Regions from separate parts of the Sus scrofa genome. Here region 2 is linked to region 1. The links are chromatin contacts, called in public HiChIP or PLAC-seq maps. All regions are on one chromosome and are shown on one strand. The core of a region is the stretch at or near the end of the contact, and the rest is flanking DNA. Distances in the headings are between cores, read along the strand shown. Region 1 holds the start of STARD3 (StAR related lipid transfer domain containing 3). Region 2 holds the start of RPL23 (ribosomal protein L23).

Region 1 (2,806 bases), core at 203-2,702:
CAGAGCACTCCAGGACAAGCAGAAGGCAGCCCAGCCAATAAGAGGAGAAGGGGCTCTCCAGGCAGCGGGGCTGGTGCGTGCAAAGGCACAGAGACACAAAGCAGCAAGGTGTGGGTAAGCATGTCCTGCAGTGCCCTGTCGGACCTTAGGATACACACAGGAAGACTGGCGGGGAAGGCGTCAGATCAGAGAGAGCTCTGTAAATTGTGCTAAAGATGCAGCCTTTCCCATAGGCAATGGGAAAGCATCCAAGGGTTTTCGACAAGGAAGTGATACTATGAATTGTGTTTTTCAAGGATGAGAAGAATTGCAGTTTGGAGACTGAGCTGCAGGCAGCCATGACTGGAAGTTGCTGGAAAGCCACTGTGGTCATCCTGGTGAGAAACACATCAACGAGAGTGGTCACAGAAGAGAGGGAGGCACAGGACTAGATGTGAAGCATGTTCAGGAAGTCAGCTGGACTAAGTCACCTCTTAGATATGGGAGTTGAGGGAGAAATATATGATAATTATTAGGTTTCTGGCTGAGATGGGGTGGCAGAGAAAGAAGGAATCTGCAGGGGAAAAGAGCAGTTCAAGTTTAGACAGAGTGAATTCCAGCTGAAGTGGAGCTGTCCAACTAGTAGCCTAAGGCCAACTGAGGCTCCAGGGAGAGGCTTCGGTGAAAAGGTAGATCTGGACACGACTGGGGTATGTAGGTGGTGTAAAGCTGAAACCATGAGAGTGGATGAGACCATCCAGATCCAGAGTTAAGAGGCTGGCTGAGCAAGAGAGATGAATGTGAAACCGTGCTTCTACAGTCAGAAGAGCAGGAGGAAAATAAGGGGATGCCGACGCGGTGGAAGCCAAAAAAGAGGGTGATGGGTACGTGTTCACTACTGCAATTGAGAATTTATGTCACTGGTGTTATGCTCCTCTAAGAACTCAAGAAAGATACGTTAAAGGGCCCTTATAATGTCAACTGGGAAGTCATTCACTGTCGTTTCCAAAGGAAGTTGAGGGAGACCGGATGACGGTGAGACATTGACCTCCAGGAACTTGGAAATATTTTCCTCCTCATTCTCAGATCCTGACCCCTCCCCAGATCCTGACCTTTAATACCCTGATACCTTCCCCTTGCTTCTTCCCTCACAGCAACGTGAGAGGCTTTGGAGGGCGATCCGGGACGCCTTTCCAAGGCTCTCTCGAGTAGGCGGGGCCGTAGAGGGTCAACGCAGACGACCCTCCAACCCCGCGCTGAGTGGAGCGAGGCCGAGCATAGGAAGGGGGCGGAACCTGGAGCGCGGAGGGTGTGGGAAGGGTCGGACCGAACCACGAACGGACACCGGCTAGGGAGCCAGGATCCATCGGCGAGACGTAGCCCTCGTACCACCACCCGGTCCCAGTGACCTCTCGCGGACCCACCTGCACCATGTCAGCCACGGCTCCGGCTCTTCCCAGCCCCAGCCGCAATCTGGCTCCGAAGCTTCGGCGGCGCCTCCGAGCGGAAGGGGATCTCCTCTCGGCGCCACTTCCGCCACTGAGTCCGCCCCCGGGAGCGAACCGGGAGGTACTAGGCCCGAGGCACCGCCCCCTCTCCCAACCCCGCCCCCAAGCCCTCAGGCCCCGCCCACAAGGGCGGGAAATGGGGGCTGCTGCTAAAGTTAGGCTTGAAAAGAGGAATTAGAAGCCCAGGGGTTTCGTGCTTATTGGGCCACAGAGGCCTAGCACTCTGGAGAAAAAAGGGGAGCTTCCTGAGGGGAGGCCTGCGGGCCTGGAGGACGAGGAATCCAGTTACTCTTGAAGCACCCCTCTTCTCTCCACCCCGCCCCCGCCCCCGCCCCACCTCTTTCCACCTCCCTAGCAGGATCTAGAATGTCTGTGGTCCTTCCTAAGAGGGCTTGGAACTTGGCTGCAGTCAAGGCTGCAAACTAGAGGACTGGACATTACGGTCAAGGACCTGACCCTTGGATGACTACCACATAGTGAACCTCCTCCTCCCTCTCCTTTTCCCTGAAAGAGAAGTCTCAGCACAGGTATTTACAAAGATTTATTACAGCAGGGGAGCGGTTCAGGCCTGGAGTCAGGGAAGAAGGGAAGAGGACAGAGCAGCTGGAGGACAAGGAGAGCCTAGATCCCCCACTGTTTGCCCCTCCTCCCAAGGACTTACACTAGGCGGCATTCCTGGCATCAAAGCACAAACAAAAGGCAACAAAGCAGCCTCTGCCAGTCCATCTTCCAGGCACCCAGGCTGGGGAGCAGGTGATAAGGGGAAGATTTCCAAAATGTGGAGGCTGTGGAAAGGATGCCTGAATCCTGGGCCCTGGTAGACGCCAGTGAGAAGGAATTCCCAGGGGATGGAGAAGGATCTGTGGGCACTTACAAGTTCTCAGTACCCTCTTTCCCCAGATCTTAGGGTCCTGCCCTGTGGGTTTCCTATGCCCAGGGGAGAGGGTCTGGGGAGTAGAATTGTGAAGGATGAACCTTTGTCCCCCATTTACTGAGTTTTCCAATGCAGACTCTCACACCCCAGCTCCCACCCAGTGAATGGGGGAATGACTGGCAGGGGTAGGCATCAGGCAGCAAGTGCCCAGGGACTCTGAGCATCAGCCAAAGGTGGGCAGATAAGCAAACACAGACCAGCCTTAGTCTTCTAGAAGCCGCAGCCCTAGCAATTGAGAAAGGTACAAAATAGGGTAGGGATGGGGTGGGTTTCTGAGGAACAGCAATGCCCTCTCCACTTCCATCTGGGAGATGCAGGGCTTGGTACCTATGTGCCAGGCTCAGGGTGGGCAGGGCGCTGTGGCTCTTCCCCTGGCTCTGCAAGG
Region 2 (2,806 bases), core at 123-2,622, 600 kb after region 1:
ATGACCTAAAGTTCCATTACTTCTGACCTTCTGTCCTACTACTTTTCCCTTCATTTACTCTGTCCAGTCACTCCTAGGTTCCTTGCTGGTCCTCATATCGCTCAGGCACATTTCTGCCTTAGGGCCTTTCATTGGCTGATGACTCTATCTGGATTGCTCTTCTCTAGACAATCATATTGTCCCTCAGCTTAAAACCTTTGCACTAAGGTCACACTTCTTCCATGAAGCCCCCACTGATTTTGAATTGCAGTCTGCCCCTCCTCCCACTCCCAGATCCCCCTTTTCTACTTTTATTTTCATAATACTTAAACCATCTAACATACTATATAGTGCAATTATTACATCTATGATTTAGTATCTAATATCCACTTTCACTGCCACCCTGGCAGAATGTAAGCTTCCTAAGGTCAAGAATATTGATCTGGGAGTTCCCATTTTGGCGCAGTGGTTGGTGAATCGGACTAGGAACCATGAGGTTTCGGGCCTTGCTCAGTGGGTTGAAGATCCGGCATTGCCGTGAGTTGTGGTGTGGGTTGCAGACGCGGCTCAGATCCCGCGTTGCTGTAGCTCTGGCGTAGGCCAGCGGCAACATCTTTGATTGGACCCCTGGCCTGGGAGCCTCCATGTGCCATGGGAGCAGCCCTGGAAAAGGCAAAAAGAAAAAAAAAAAAAAAAAAATATATATATATATATATATAGAGAGAGAGAGAGAGAGAGAGAGAGAGAGATCTGTTTCCTTTGACGTAGTCTAGTGTATGTCCAAGACAGTATCTGGCATAAAATAGTCATTCAATAAATATTTGAATGACTATATCAACAGAGCTCCTTTGAAGAATGGGAAAGACAAACAATGAAAAGAGTAATGAGTAAAACAAGACTCTAAAATATAGATGAATGTGGGACCAAGCACACATATAAGGAATTATCTGTAGCGCTGGAATGGCACTTCTCAGTTATATCACATCCTAATGAAACTATTTCGAGCTCTTTCTCACTCCGCCCCCCCCGCCACATGTTTTTTGGGGGCCCTTATACAGCACGGATGTTTTAATCATTTCTGAACCTCTAGCGTCCATCGAAATCCCTGGTACACACTTAGTGCTCAGAAGAGGTTGTCCGATAAATTAAACCAATGTTTCTGTGTCCCCAACAACTACTTTCCAACTCGTACAGTAGGTACTCAAGCACTCTTTCTCTTCTGTAGCCTTCAAAGATTCCACTGCCCACTTCGAAGCGAGAGACGGCAACGTCCACGATTTATGACGTAATAAGAGAACGCCCCGGGGAAGGGGCGGACACGGCAACTCTGGATCACGTGACCTGAATGGGCGGGGCGTCGGCTTCATATCCCAAGGTCCTTTGTTCTTACTTCCTTTTCGTCCTTGTCGGGCCATCAAGATGTCGAAGCGAGGTGAGGCTTTGGCTTGGGGAGATCCTTCGCCATCTGTCGCGAAGTGGCTGCTGGCCTCACCCGGAGCTGCGGCGACGGGCAGCTGGGGCACTCTGCTTTCCTTTGGGGCGGAGAGGGAGTGGATGGGCACCAGGACAGTCCCCGAAATGGCGGAGGGGCCTGGAGGATTGAGTTGGCAGGATCCAGTCGTGATTCTAGTCGTGAATCCCCCGGGAGGTTGCCCTGCGCCTAGCACTGCAGTAATGGTGTTGGAGTCAGGCTAGCTTAAGCCGCAGAGCGGGCGACTTGTGTGCGGTCTCCCGCCTTGGAGGAAGAACTGCGTGGTACAAAAGTTGGATCGGGAATTGTGTCGTCCAGGCCCCCTAATCTCAATGTGAGGTTGTAGGAGGGAGGAATTGGATATTTGCCCTGAGAACTGAGTGGCATTGGAGAGGGGGTAAGTGGAATCCTAGAGAAATCGAATCTATAGTGTACCGTTTCCCAAAACACATGCGAATGAATTCATAGCTTGAGAATGCGAAGGGAACTCCGAACCATGACTGGACAGTGATCTCTCTTCTGTCGCCCTACTAACAGGACGTGGTGGGTCCTCTGGTGCTAAGTTCCGGATTTCCTTGGGTCTTCCGGTTGGAGCAGTGATCAACTGTGCTGATAACACGGGTGAGATCTTAAGCTGCAACCCTGCCAAATTCCCCTTTCTAAAAGCACTCAGAGGGCCTTTTGCTCGTGACCTTCTGAGCCGCCAAGAAAGGGCACAGTAAAAACACCACTTTTGGGTGAAGCGGCAGCAAGTTGTGCTGTTTTGCTTCAATCGGTGGTGTGACAAACTATTTCACCTGGTGGGGGAGTGGAACCGCTTGGGGGTGTGAGTGGAGAGAGAGGCCTTGGAAGTGTCGGAAATGCAGGACTGCCTAATCGGCCCTTCAAAAAGACCATTTTTGTTTACATCCTTTCGTAGGAGCCAAAAACCTCTATATCATTTCTGTGAAGGGGATCAAGGGACGATTGAATAGACTTCCTGCTGCTGGTGTGGGTGACATGGTGATGGCCACAGTCAAGAAAGGGAAACCAGAGCTCAGAAAGAAGGGTGAGTAGACAGACCAAATCTTCCTTATGGTTTCTGGACCGTTGAACCACTTCTCCCTTTATTGGAGAATGAAGCAATAGTTTGGTGTGTGTTTTGTTTTGTTTTGTTTTTTAACCTCTCAGGGCCTCTTAATGCTTGATTTCCTTTGAAAGACATTGTAAGATAAATACCTGCAATTTAAATTCTGTTCCTGCTGTCTTTAGACATCATTCTCTAATCTTAGCTTCCTCCCTTACTGCTTAAATTTGTTTGCTACACTGAAGCCAAAGCCTATCTTTAAATTTTTTTTTTTTTTTTTTTTTTTTTTG

Evidence for each region. HiChIP or PLAC-seq counts read pairs in DNA pulled down with a chosen protein or histone mark.
Region 2: a contact with region 1 is called in an H3K27ac HiChIP or PLAC-seq map of alveolar macrophages. The contact joins the promoter of RPL23 here to the promoter of STARD3 in region 1. A contact is called at or near these places in 1 of 47 Hi-C or Micro-C datasets (liver) and 1 of 2 datasets of contacts at active chromatin or transcription factors (alveolar macrophages).

The regions. Positions count from the first base shown.
Region 1 is chr12:22,679,233-22,682,038 of Sscrofa11.1, forward strand. It overlaps STARD3 (StAR related lipid transfer domain containing 3), which reads right to left and starts at 1,453. Exons shown (of 15, transcript NM_001143725.1): 1 at 1,404-1,453. PPP1R1B (protein phosphatase 1 regulatory subunit 1B) reads right to left here. Exons shown (of 6, transcript XM_021067047.1): 6 at 2,012-2,798. The coding sequence ends at 2,749.
Region 2 is chr12:23,278,593-23,281,398 of Sscrofa11.1, forward strand. RPL23 (ribosomal protein L23) reads left to right here and starts at 1,373. Exons shown (of 5, transcript NM_001129955.1): 1 at 1,373-1,411; 2 at 1,988-2,071; 3 at 2,370-2,498. The coding sequence starts at 1,399.